Linked DNA regions of Triticum aestivum: region 1 is linked to region 2. Evidence: chromatin contacts called from public Hi-C data. All regions are on one chromosome and are shown on one strand. The core of a region is the stretch at or near the end of the contact, and the rest is flanking DNA. Distances in the headings are between cores, read along the strand shown. Region 1 holds the start of LOC123121650 (probable methyltransferase PMT2). Region 2 holds the start of LOC123121647 (ATP-dependent 6-phosphofructokinase 5, chloroplastic).

Region 1 (6,625 bases), core at 238-2,737, 370 kb before region 2:
AATTAAAAAATACAAGAAAAAATGTACGTACCTCTACAAACGGAGAGCCAGAGTTGCTCTAAACAAACGCGTGGCCCTTGACTAACCCGAACCCGTTCCCAAATATAGTAAACATATTTTTAATTTTTTATAAGTCAAACTTAGCAAAAATTGATCACATTTATAAGATTTTTTGAGTGAATTTCATTTTTTTAACCTCCTAGATTCATGTTCGTGACATCAACCACCCATTTAGCATTACCTTTCCACACTTTTATCCAATTCAAACAAACTTATGCACAAATTATTATTATAGTTGATCCAATGCTCGCTGTGCTTGCCACGGTCGTTGATTTAGTTTTACCCTTTGCCTTTTTAATGGCCTGCTTCAGTTTTGGGTTGATCGAACGAAACCCAACCACGTCCAGGCGCACTTAGCCCAACCGCACCTCCCACCTAGTTGAGACCCACCCAACCCAAACGTGCACCCCCACCCGGCGAGCCGCACCTAGCCGAGCGCCCCCGCCTGGTCCAACTGCGTACAACCATTCCCCCCCTCCTTTCTTTCCTTCTCTTTTGCTCCCTTCGTATCTTCTTTTTCGGCGATGGAGCAGCCGAGGCAATCTTGGTGACCGCCGACGGTTTGTGGAGCACATGCATCGAGTGGTAGCCTCCAATATCCCCTATCTCTTGCTCCTCTACAACCTTTCAACGCTTGTTCTATTTTGAGACGAAAATGAGATATTTTGGCCGGCCAGGGATGGTTTTTATTGAGAAGTTGATTTTCTTGGGGGAGGGGTTGAGCACTTGTAAGGTTCAGATCATTCATGGTGCGTGTTGCCGCCTGTCTAATTTGACTCTTAATTATTAGATATACACATTAATTTTCATACATTTGTTTGCATTGTTTTGAATTATTTTCCATCCTGATAGCTTGTGCTTGTCTCCTTCATTTTAACTATATGTAACTGAAGAGTGTTATCAAGTTGTTTGCCAAAGAATTAGTGTTTGAGTTTTTTTTCTTCTTAGGTCTAATAGATTTGTGGTTGGTTCGAGCTGTGGAATTAAGTCCTGGTGCTTGCATTTATTCTGGATTTATTTCAGGATATCCGGTGATGCACGTTCAGTGGGAGATGACGTTTCCGTCGACTGCGAGACGTCTACGGTTACTTCGTAAAATCTCAAGATAATATGCTGGCTCAGTCTCTCGGAAGTGCTCATAGGGGTAGGGTGTGCGTGTGTGCGTTCATACGGTTAGTGTATGCGAGTATATATGAGCGCCTGCGTCTGTACTGCATTAAAAAAAGTGTATGAGTACCCACAAAAAGAAAGTGTATGAGATTTAAATTTAAATGGTTAATGCAAAAAGAAGAGTATCTTCCAGTCGTTTTTTTTTGAGAATCTTCCAGTCGGGTAAACGGGCGTGCTTGATCCGCGAACCCCGTAGGGCGGCAGAAGACAGATCTGTATCCACGAAAGCGACGGCCCCAAAGCCCAGGATTTCTATCGCCTTTCCGCTTTATTCTCCCCAGAAATCCAACGGCGAAAACATACTCCCTCGCTTCTCCCCGACCCGTCGGTGGAGGTGGAGCAGAACTGTCAAGCTCGGGGTTGGGCGAATCCCCACCGCCCTCGGAAAATCGGGGGAAACGCTGCTCTAAAACCCCGAGATTTTGGCCCCGGGTTCTCTCCCAGCCGTTGCAGAAGCTGCCGTTCGCCTAGGAGCTGGCGGTAACCCGGGATCCGGCCGGCGAGCCATTCTCCTCCGCGAGCAGCTGCTCACGCCTCAAGCCCTCTACGGCAGCTTCCGCAGTTCCGAGCTCCGTCCTTCCTCCCGTCGCGGCATCGCAATCTTTCGCCATTGGGTTGTGAGGTATGAGCTTGTTTTGTTTTTATCCCGTGGTTAGTCCCCCCCTCCACTGATCCCGACGCCAAGATCCGCCCCTGTGAGCCTCGCGCTTCACTCCTTCTGCTGGGTGCTGGCGACATGTGTGGGATTTTAGAGATCTGTTGTTTCAACAATTTTGGTGAAGTTTGGTGGTTAGGATACACTGATGTGATACACGAAAGCCACATGCTTTCTTTCCTGTTTATTATCGTCCGTCTATGATTGCCTCAGGTGAAATTGCGGTTCCCCGCAAAAAAAAAAAAGACTTGAAATTGCGGCTGCAGCAGATTTAGGAAAAATTATATGTAATGGACCATAATTAGTAAAAAAAGACAATCTTATTCAGTGTGCAATTCTCAGGATAAACCATGGCCGTCAAGGGGGGTCCTGCGGACAACAGGACTAGAAGCATCGTGTCTATATGCATAGTGATTGGCTTGTGCTGCTTCTTCTACATCCTCGGGGCGTGGCAGAAGAGTGGCTTCGGAAAGGGGGACAGCATTGCCCTGGAGATCACGAAGCGGACCGATTGCACCATCTTACCCAACCTCAGCTTCGACACACACCATTCCAAACAAGGCAGCTCCGGCGATCTTGTTTCGCCGGTGAAGAAGTTTAAGCCATGCCCGGACCGCTTCACGGACTATACACCTTGCCAAGATCAAAACAGAGCTATGAAATTTCCTCGGGAGAACATGAATTACAGAGAGCGGCACTGCCCACCGCAGAAAGAAAAGCTGCACTGCCTGGTACCACCCCCTAAGGGATATGTTGCTCCATTCCCATGGCCCAAAAGTCGGGACTATGTTCCTTTCGCAAATTGCCCCTATAAGAGCTTGACGGTCGAGAAAGCCATACAGAACTGGGTGCAGTACGAGGGCAACGTCTTCAGATTCCCTGGTGGAGGGACACAGTTCCCTCAAGGTGCTGATAAGTACATTGATCAACTGGCGTCAGTTATACCGATTGCCAACGGAACCGTCAGGACTGCATTGGACACTGGTTGCGGGGTAAGCGGAGATATCAAACTGTATATTGCTTACTGCTACTTCGCGAGCTTCTTCTGACTTTGTTCATGTCCTAAAATTCTGAATTTTTTCAGGTGGCTAGCTGGGGAGCTTACTTGTTAAAGAGGAATGTTTTAGCCATGTCGTTTGCACCCAGAGATTCACACGAAGCCCAAGTACAGTTTGCTCTGGAGAGAGGTGTCCCAGCTGTTATCGGTGTTCTTGGCACAATTAAACTCCCTTATCCATCAAGAGCCTTTGATATGGCCCATTGTTCTAGGTGCTTGATTCCATGGGGAATGAATGGTGAGCCTCTAATCATGTGTCCTTCTATACTGTGCATCCAATATATGGGCTTGATACATTTTGTTATTGCGTAAATACCTTGTGCCATTTTGATGCAGTTCTTGTTCTACTTCTCAATTTTTTTTCTGTATTTGCTGATATGCAGATGGACTCTATATGATGGAAGTTGATAGGGTTCTAAGACCTGGCGGATACTGGGTGCTGTCAGGTCCTCCAATTAACTGGAAGGCGAACTACAAGGGTTGGCAACGTACAAAGGAGGATCTTGAAGCAGAGCAGAACAAGATAGAGGAAATGGCTGAGCTTCTATGTTGGGAGAAAGTCTCGGAGAAGGGTGAGACGGCAATATGGAGGAAAAGAGTAAATACTGAGTCCTGTCCATCTAGGCTAGAAGAATCCACTGTGCAGATGTGTGAATCAACAAATGCAGATGATGTCTGGTATGTTTCTACTGTAGTTTTGTGAAACAATCTATTGGACAGAATTGCTAACTTTAGCTTAATATCCTTTAGCTGGATTCAGAGTATATATTACGATAGTCCAGCATCAATAGGTATACTGTCCGGTCAATGCATTATTTTTGCTTTGCCTACTTAGATGTGCCGATGCATTAACAAGTTCTTAGGAGTTCTGGTTAATAATTTATATAACCTCTCTCCTATCCTAATTTTCACTTATTCTTGCAACACCAGGTACAAGAAGATGAAGGCATGTGTTACACCTCTTCCTGATGTACAAAATCCAAGTGAAGTTGCCGGGGGAGCAATCAAGCCCTTCCCAAGCAGGCTCAACGCAGTTCCTCCAAGAATTTCTAATGGGTTAATTCCAGGGGTTTCATCTGAGGCATATCAGAAAGACAACAAAATGTGGAAGAAGCATGTGAAGGCTTATAGCAATGTGAACAAGTATCTACTTACTGGTAGGTACAGAAACATCATGGACATGAATGCAGGTTTTGGGGGCTTTGCTGCGGCGATCGAGTCCCCAAAATCTTGGGTGATGAATGTGGTGCCAACCATTGCAAAGATTGCAACCCTGGGGGCTGTTTATGAGCGAGGATTGATTGGCATTTACCATGACTGGTATGGCTTGTTATGCCTGAATCTCGTCCCAGTAAAGTTGTTGTCATGAACTTACTGACACGTCTCACAATTTCATGTCAGGTGTGAAGCTTTCTCTACTTATCCAAGGACCTATGATCTTATCCACGCTAGTGGCCTTTTCACCTTGTATAGCAATAAGTAAGCTGCTCTTGTCCTGCGGCATCAGTTCTGTCACCTTGTGTAACAATTAGTAAGATTGCCAATGCTGATTCATTCTGTATGTTAAAACCAAACAGGTGCAGCATGGAAGACATCCTCCTTGAGATGGACCGCATCTTGAGGCCTGAAGGTGCTGTTATAATGCGTGACGATGTCGATGTCTTGACAAAGGTGAACAAACTTGCTCGGGGCATGAGATGGAACACGAAGCTAGTTGACCACGAGGACGGCCCCTTAGTGCGCGAGAAGGTCTTGTATGCTGTGAAGCAGTATTGGGTTGGCGGAAACCAGACGGCCGCATCGTGAAGAACATATTCTAACACGGGGAATTCTGGGATCCACCTTTGAAGCTGGCGTCCAGGAATTGAGATATGGAGTCATCAGGTGCGAACAAAAATGGCCTACTCTCCTCCGGGGTACCAATGAAGCAATCAAGGTTGATTGGCAGCAGTATATTGTTGTAACAGTTTTGTAATTTAATTTCATTCGTCATTCAGCATGAAGTTACTCTGGTTAATTGAAGGATGTATTGTCAAGAAATATTATTGCTTTAGTTTCTGTAATGTTGCTCATGCTGCAACTTCTGAATGTTTGCTTTATTACCAGTAACCCCATTGCTTTGTTGTTTTTGTTATGTACGGTTATTTCTTCCGTAACTTTACTGTGCTGTTACCTGAACGATCTGAACATTTTCTACTCAAGAATATATTTAGAAGAGTTTTTTTTTTTGGCAATTTTAGAAGAGATATTTTCTTCCTGTGGGGAGCTTAATGGAACAATGGATGGGAGAACCTCTTGGTGATCCTGCTCCATTCCACTATGTGCATGCTAAATGTTCGGTGCTCCTGCTCCAATTCCACAATGTGCAGTTCTGAGTAGTATAAAGAGTCGATGCATATGTTTTAGTGCAAAGATGCTGCATATCTACTGTTACATCCAGAAATAAAATGCAGATTGATATGCCGCCTGAGTGCCTATGCTTTAGGTTGCTTTCTTACTGAATTAGATTGCAGGTAATATTACTGTCTTTTGTGATTCTTTTGAAGATTATGCTGGCAAGCCTTCATTACCATTCATAGCTTCAGACAACAGGCCAGACCAAAGGTTCAATATAAGTTAATGGTATGTTCCTACTTACTCCTAAAACTGACCTTTTTTTTACTTAATCAGGACATAAAACATATCTTAAATGGCTTTACTGCAGTGCATAATTTCTTGGATAGCCAAGCTTCCTGACAGGCTAACTGTGAATGTAGGTGCAGGAAGAGAGAAATGGTGGATTTAGGAACTGAATAAATGCAAGAGTTTGTTGCTTATCCTAAACAAGTAAGTATTATTATGTGGGCGATTTACCTCCTCCAGTTTTCTTCTTCGTGGTGAGGACGTGATTACATGTTCGCTGTTGCTCCTCCCAGCTCACACAATAAGTGAAGTTTTAGACATACCTTCAGTCATTCTGTTAAAGCTTTGATTTCCAATATCATTTTAAATATTTAGACTTGAAAACCATTGATCAAGATAGATTGCACGTATGATTACTTCTGTGGCTCATAGGAAACTGAAATAGTAACTCCTCAACTAGCATGAAAAAGGGTGAATCAGAATATAGGGCGAGTCTTTGTTGCAGTAATTTAGTGCTTGGTATTTCCATGCAAGTTGATCTTCTACTGTACCACGCATGTGCTTACACTTTAGTTCCTAAGCTTTTTGCGGTGTTTTTTAACTGTATTTTCTTCGCTGTTTCGACGATTTATTGTGACGTGGCTGATATTTTATTTTCTGTCTCTTTCTGTGTTAGGTGTAACATTAAGTTCTGTCTTTTGAAGATGGGCCCAATGTAGATCGATTCGCAGATGCCAATAAATGTTTCTCGGTGGGTTTCGCTAACAGAACTTGTATACCTTGCCGACGTGCTCCTGGTAGAACGCACCATGTAACTACGATCTATGACTGATGCCACTTGCTCAGTTTAAAATATCGGCAATCAGTTTGCGGATAACAAAGTTCTTTACCTCGTGGCAACAGCTGATATGAGCTGCTTACTTTTTGTATGGTAAAAAGAATTACATGAGTGTGATACTAAGAGTATTATTGTGACCGTGACCTATCAGGTCGAATATACAAAGAGCTTTATTACCTTCACCAACCTATCATGTCCAATATTCCCTTCGTTTCTTTTTTTA
Region 2 (7,733 bases), core at 3,131-5,630:
TCTGTTGCATTTGATTTTTGCAGTAAATCCTGCAACAACAAATCCAAGAATCACAACCTAAATTTCATCCATTTAACTGAAGTTACTAGAGCTTTTGGACAACTCAGAACACCATGCGCTACATCATACCTGTCCTGCACCTTCAGCCACACAAACCACACAAAATCCCTTGGTTTCCAGTAAATGCTCAAGATGTGACAAGACACCATGTTCTCCATCAAGTGTAAAAGATACCTTCGCTCAGATTGTGCGCTTGTGTTAGTAAATGTGAAGCAAAGACAGATTTGAAGCTCCATCAGCAGTGTTTTCAGTTACATACCTCAGGTATTAGGCAGACATCAATCTGTCCGCTAGAAAGAGAAGCATGCATGGCTATGAACCCAGTGCTTCTTCCCATTAATTTGACCAACCCAACTCCATGATATGCACTACGTGCCTGAAGATAGAAGGAATTATCTAAAGCAAGAGTAACCATATACCAGCAACTTAGAGTTTTCATAGTAAAAGAACACGAACACCAGCAACTTCAACCAACCTCTATATAGGCAGAATTGATTGCACGTTGAGCTTCTTCAACAGCTGTGTCAAAACCAAAAGTCTTATCCATGAAAAGTATATCATTGTCAATTGTCTTTGGAACAGCTACAACTGAAACTTTCAGTTTTCTCTTACGGCACTGCAAACCAGAACAAAGAATTAAACTAAGCATGAACAGCCACATCCCATTAAACACATACTTATGTGTGTTTCTTCAGTAGAAGATCTGTCAGAATACAAAGATTTAACATAGCAAATGTAATGCACAACGTTGTAACAGTATGTACTTCTATGAAAAATTTATCATTAAGAATCACGCGTATTGGGTGTACTTTGGGCACAACCAGAGAAGTAACATGTGCTGATTAGGGAAAAGGCATCCCTATGTTTTCTCAATACTGTTTCATTTTTGCTGCAAACAATGGGCTTTGTATTCTCAGGTAATTGGTATAACCTCTACCATTAGGTTGTATAAGAGTCAGATTACTGTGCTATACTTGACATGGAAATAGAACTAAATGCTCCTTTATCCAATCATGTCCAAAAGTACATCAATGACGCCTATGATAAAAATAAAGAAAGGAACTCCAATAGAGACGTAATAACCTCCTCGTGAATAGCATTAGCTCCAGCATGGCTACCATTTCCTCCGATTACAAATAGCATATCGATTCTTCTGGCCTACAAACACAGGATGATCATGTAAAATAATAATGAAGCATCAACACAGAACATCACCTCTTTTATTCACATTGCTTACCTGTATGCTATCTACAATTTCACTAGTTTTAGCTCCTCCACGGGAGACACCGAGGAAGCTTCCACCAGCAAGATTTATGTTCTCCACCACATCACGTGAAAGCTGAAGGTTGAAACCAAAATGTAATTCCACGGTATAATGAACATCAACTTCCTCACAACATCAAGCGAATGGGGGATGCATCCTTACCGGCATTTCTTTTAAGCCTTTTTCAAAAAATCCACGATAACCAAACTGAATTCCGACAATATTCTTCACCCCATAGATCTCCAGGGTAAATACTATCTGGAAATACAATTTACATTTGATCAATATTGTCAAGAGGTTGTGGAACCAAGATTTAGACACAAGAAATATTTTTAATAAGGCACACCACTTATTTAAACTTCAGGCATGTAAAGAAGAAGCCAATTTCTTGAACGACATTGAAAGGACAATACCTGTCTAATGACATCATTTAAACCAGGGCAGAGCCCTCCACAGGTAACAATGGCTGCTTTTACTTCCTCTGGCTCATAGTATATTTCCTTACGAGGCCCTGCACGATGCACCCTATAAAAAGCAAATACCACTGGCTCATCAATTCCCCCTTCTTGAAAGATAGAATCACGAGAATATAGCAATTGAATCAAATGACAAATGCAAAAACTCAGATAAGCTAACATTTTTTCATATAATTTGATGATAAAAGGTAATGTATATCACAGAAAAGACAAACCAACTGCATCAGAGCGTACCAATGTTCCACCCAGCTACAATCAGGATCAATGCACACAGCTCCAGCAGAAGTATTAGAGGCATAGTTAATCACCTGGAGAAACATACTGTGTAATTATAAATACAAACAGTAAGGAAAAAGGTAAGGCTTCTTTAGTCGAAGGTTCAAAGAAAAAAAACATTTTAACTGAAGCACATTATTGGTACTATCTAAAGTAATGTTCGGCAGTTTACAAAGAGAAGAAGTTTGCACGAAGTCGGCACATTCAACCTTACAAAATACATTAATGAATTCATGAATAAGCAAATGATACATGGTACCACTAACTGTCTCGTGACATAATTAATTCTTCCTTAGTTTCCCTGAGGTACATCTCGAGACTAGGCTTTCTTCATGTATTATCTTACAAATCCTACGGAAAACAATTAGCTCACATCATATGATCTCATTACTGACCTTCAGAAGTGCTCTATCATCCTTATTTACATAGCCATTCCACTTGTCAGGTGATGAAGCATCGCTAGCGCCCAGGGGACTTCTGTCAGTAACATATGTTCTTTGTAAAATAAGAGAGATAGATACAGCTTTATGTTTTCAGAATACATAACAAACCAGTTATAGATGAAGCGAATAGGAAGGAACCTGTTTTTCTTCAGAGAAAATGTAGTGAGCCTTGGCTCTAAATCAAATACATCTGTAATATGTGGCAAACTAAAACGCCTATCCCAGTCTTCCTGATACTTTTGCTTCCAAGAAGGATCACCGAAATCCAGGTCTAAGTTCCCAGGAATAGCTCTGGCATGCAGTGCAGCAGAGCCTTTTCTGCTCTTTCGTTCATTTAAGTGAGTGAAACCATGCTGACACTGATCCCTGGTTGGATGCCCCCACAGCTGTTGTGCAGTACAAGCACTCGTGCTTGCTTTGAAAGCAATGGCCATCCCAGATAAGGGCATGAAAATAACAGTGGACCCCTAATCTGCAGTAGAAATTTATGTAGGCTGAGTACTTCATCCCTCCTCAAGCAAAAGTGAAAAGGAGAGGTAAAAGCAGCCTGTAGGATTAAGGGCCTGTTTGGTTCCAAATAAGTCACCAACTTATAAGTCAAAAAGTGAAAAAAGTGACTTATTTTGCCAAACAAACCCAACTTATAAGTCACCCCAACTTATAAGTCATAAGTTGCTCTACCCCAACTTAAAACTTATAAGTCACCTCCTTTTGCATGGGTCCCACCACCTTTACATAAAAAAACAGGGTGGAAAGGTGTGGTCAGGTGACTTATAAGTCAGGCGACAACCAAACAGGCGTGATTTATAAGTCATTGGTTTTAAGTCACCTGACTTATAAGTCAGGTGACTTATTGGAACCAAACAGGCCCTAACTGGAATCGAAATGCTGAGACGGTTCCATAGAAAAATAATCACAGATCCACAGAATCATTTAAAAGTGAATTCAACATTACAGGGCCAGTTGGGCCAATTCCACCTCTAGGAACCAGCAAACTCTAGTCAACCAGCTCACAGATACTGAACCAGAAAACCCTACGAAACACATCATAAGAGCATTCGTGCAGTCTACTCATGAATCATGATCATCTACTCCAACAATACAAGCACGGCACATTAAAACCGAACCAGGCACGCAAAAATCCAACCAACTACACACGTGCCTTTGCCGACCACAACCCACACATGCGACGAAGGTACATTGAGTCAGATTCTACGGTACCACCAAACACCATCAAAAGTTCAGAACGCCTATGAACAACACGAATGAGACACCGTCCTAAGATATCACACCCGCTCTGCGTGCATTCCGCGCTCGAAACTCGCAGAGTAGACAGCGAGATACGAACCAAATCGGATAGATTCCGGATGGCCAAACCAACCGGCCTTCCAATTGAAACCCCAAGCTCCCTTCCCCTTCAAACTCCGGTACCCTCCCAAACATTTCTAGCCGGCGGGGCCATCCAGAGCACATGCCGATGGCGGGACCGAGTTGCCCCCACGGATGGCAAGACGAGACCGCCGCGTTCGTCTCCTCACGAGTGGAGCTGGGGCCTGCCTGGGGATCCACCGGGCGGAGGCGCGCGGGGTGGGGATTTGGGGATGAGCGGCGGCTTACCTGCGGCCACGGATTGAGACGGCGAGATGAATCGGGGTGAGCTCTGGTGCCTCTCCTCCGGCCTCCGGGCTTTGGACTTTTGGAGCCGCTCCACGCTTCACCGAGGGATTGATTCGGGCGCGGCGGAGAATCGGAGGGGAGCGGACGGCGGGCGAGGGGGCCGGTCTGCCAGGTGGCGTAGGGGTGCCTCGGTGGGCTCGGTGTATTGACGGATGCACGTGTTCGGGCACTGGATTGGTGGCGTTTTTCTCGGGGACCGGTCCACAAGGTGTCGAGACATTTTCGTTTTTTTCTCTTTTTATTATTTTGCGAGGTAGTTTCTTTTTTAGGGATCATTTGCGGGGTAGTGGCACCAGCCGTTTGATCAGCCCATCACAAGAATGGTCAGTATTTCTCGGCCCTGCTGGAAACCGCTATTTGGGTTCCATTTTTATTCTTTCTGATGATCCATTTGGGCTCCTTTTCTCATACGAAAGGCTCGATCCAGCACAAGTTCAGTTGGATCTTGTAGTAGAAAAGGAAAATAATGGTAATAATCGGACGACCGATTACACTCATGCATAGGTCGCCCATGCTTGCTCCACGTCTCCCCCCGTGGGTCCGGCGAACCGTCCATCTTTCTCATTGTCTCCACCTAAATTTCTCTCGTCTACTCTTTGTTTCTCTCCCATCATGAAGCCACCTTCCCCTCAGCTTTTTTATCTTCTCCCTGAGTAATCCCTCGGCCACTCCTCTTCCGTGTGAGTAAAGTCGCATTGTTGTAAAGTCGCCAACTACCCTCGATAATCTCTCGCCTCTTCTATCTCCTCCGTGTGTGCGGTGACATGGTGTTGCAAGGGAGCTCGCAACGACTGTGTGAGGCTGCTGCGATAGTGGGGGCGGGGTATTGTGATCGGCCATGGGAGTGCTACGACCATCGTTGTCCGGAACTGCAAAGGGGGAAGCGTTAAACTGTTGCACGCCGGCCACGACGTGCTTCAAACCGGCAATGGCAGTGTTGTGATTGTGGTTGGTTGTTGCTACAAGGACGACGCCACCGCAAAAGACTACACAAGAAACGACGGCCATAAGTGTTGCGACAACGACGACCTGCCATCAGGTGCTGCAAACGGTACATGTTTGTGTTGGAGACGACATCCAACTGATGTTGGGTGCTGCAAGCGGCAACCACCGGTGCTGGAGACGATGACCACCATTGCATGCGGCTGATACATCTCAAACGCATATATAATATTTTATTGTTTCCAAGCATTGATACACCGTTTTACTCACTTTTACTATTGTTTACCTTGTTGTCCTATTTTATTTCAAAAATACAAAAATATTGTTTCGTCCAAACTATCAGTCTATCATCAAAATTTTCAATCTCTTAGTCAAAATAGTGAACCTATACAACTTACAATTGTATTAGGTTCGTTAGGAACAAGAGACTACTTGTATTTCGTTGCGGGCTTGCTTGAGAGGGGAATACCTTTGACGGATTGATAAAACCATACGTTCCAGTTGAGAAAAATTTGATGTCATCCTATTGAAGGAAATATGCCCTAGAGGCAATAATAAAGTTGTTATTTATATTTCCTTATATCATGATAAATGTTTATTATTCATGCTAGAATTGTATTAATCGGAAACTTGATACATGTGTGAATACATAGACAAAACACAGTGTCCCTAGTATGCCTCTACTAGACTAGCTCGTTAATCAAAGATGGTTAAGTTTCCTAACTATAGACATGTGTTATCATTTGATTAACGGGATCACATCATTAGGAGAATGATGTGATGGACAAGACCCATACGTTAGCTTAGCATAATGATCGTTAAGTTTTATTACTATTTCTTTCTTCATGACTTATACATATTCCTTTGACTATGAGATTATGCAACTCCCGAATACCGGAGGAATACCTTGTGTGCTATCAAACGTCACAACGTAATTGGGTGATTATAAAGATGCTCTACAGGTATCTCCGAAGGTGTTTGTTGGGTTGGCATAGATCGAGATTAGGATTTGTCACTCCGAGTATCGGAGAGGTATCTCTGGGCCCTCTCGGTAATGCATATCATGATAAGCCTTGCAAGCAATGTGACTAATGAGTTAGTTGCGGGATGATGCATTACGGAATGAGTAAAGAGACTTGCCGGTAACGAGATTGAACTAGGTATGAAGATACCGACGATCGAATCTCGGGCAAGTAACATAACGATGACAAAGGGAATTACGTATGTTGTCATTACGGTTTGACCGATAAAGATCTTCGTATAATATGTACGAACCAATATGAGCATCCAGGTTCCGCTGTTGGTTATTGACCGGAGATGTGTCTCGGTCATGTCTACATAGTTCTCGAACCCGTAGGGTCCGCACGCTTAACGTTCGATGACGATTTGTATTATGAGTTATGTGATTTGGTGACCGAATGTTGTTCAGAGTCCCGGATGAGATCACGGACATGACGAGGAGTCTCTAAATGGTCGAGAGGTAAAGATTGATATATTGGATGATAGTATTCGGACACCAGAAGTGTTTCGGAATGTATCAGGTACATATCGGAGTACCAGGGAGGTTACCGGAACCCCCGGGGGAAGATATGGGCCATAGGAGGGAGGCAAACCAACCCACATAGGGGTGTCGCCCCCCCCCCCCCCAAGGGAGGAGTCTGAATTGGACAAGGGGAGGGGGCGGCGCCCCCCTTTCCTTCTCCCTCTCTCTGTCCTTCCCCCTTTCCCCCTCCGATAAAAGGAAGGGGGGCGAATCCTACTAGGAGCCCAAGTGGGACTCCTCCCACTTGGGGCGCGCCTAGGGCCGGTCTCTTGCCCTCTCCCTCATTTATATACGGGGGTGGGGGCGCCTCTAACACACATCAATTGTTCCAAGCCGTGTGCGGCGCTCCTCCACAGTTTACGCCTCCGGTCATATTCACGTAATGCTTAGGCGAAGCCCTGCGCGGATCACTTCACCATCACCGTCACCACGCCATCGTGCTGACGGAAATCTCCCTCGACACTTTGCTGGATCAAGAGTTCGAGGGACTTCATCGAGCTGAACGTGTGCAGAACTCGGAGGTGTCGTACGTTTGGTGCTTGATCAGTTGGATCGAGAAGACAAACGCTTCCGCTTTCAATCTACGAGGGTACATGGACACACTCTCCCCCTCTCGTTGCTATGCATCTCCTAGATAGATCTTGCGTGATCGTAGGAATTTTTTTTAAATTGCATGCTATGTTCCCCAACAGTGGTATCAGAGCCAGGTCTATGTGTAGATGATATGCACGAGTAGAACACAAAGAGTTGTGGGCGATGATAGTCATACTGCTTACCACCAACGTCTTATTTTGATTCTGCGGTATTGTTGGATGAAGCGGCCCAGACCAACCTTACATGACCACGTTCATGAGACCGGTTCCACCGACAGACATGCAACTTGTTTTGCATAAAGGTGGCTAGCGGGTGTCTATTTCTCCAACTTTAATTGAATCGAATTTGACTACGACCAGTCCTTATTGAAGGTTAAAACAGCAAACTTGACGAAACATCATTGTGGTTTTGATGCGTAGGTAAGAACGGTTCTTACTAGAAGCCCGTAGCAGCCATGT

The links. A called contact is a pair of places that touch in the nucleus more often than the background predicts.
Region 1: a contact with region 2 is called in a Hi-C map of leaf, with 2.4 times the contacts expected there. The contact joins the promoter of LOC123121650 here to the promoter of LOC123121647 in region 2. A contact is called at or near these places in 2 of 5 Hi-C or Micro-C datasets (both in leaf).

Annotation. Positions count from the first base shown.
Region 1 is chr5D:344,532,822-344,539,446 of IWGSC CS RefSeq v2.1, reverse strand. It overlaps LOC123121650 (probable methyltransferase PMT2), which reads left to right and starts at 1,487. Exons shown (of 7, transcript XM_044541666.1): 1 at 1,487-1,852; 2 at 2,228-2,877; 3 at 2,970-3,180; 4 at 3,326-3,620; 5 at 3,873-4,262; 6 at 4,344-4,421; 7 at 4,520-5,069. The coding sequence starts at 2,236. The coding sequence ends at 4,748.
Region 2 is chr5D:344,160,696-344,168,428 of IWGSC CS RefSeq v2.1, reverse strand. It overlaps LOC123121647 (ATP-dependent 6-phosphofructokinase 5, chloroplastic), which reads right to left and starts at 4,380. Exons shown (of 16, transcript XM_044541662.1): 1 at 4,137-4,380; 2 at 2,658-2,991; 3 at 2,472-2,553; 4 at 2,035-2,108; 5 at 1,738-1,849; 6 at 1,487-1,582; 7 at 1,298-1,399; 8 at 1,144-1,218; 9 at 536-676; 10 at 320-436; 11 at 130-234; 12 at 1-29. The coding sequence starts at 2,968.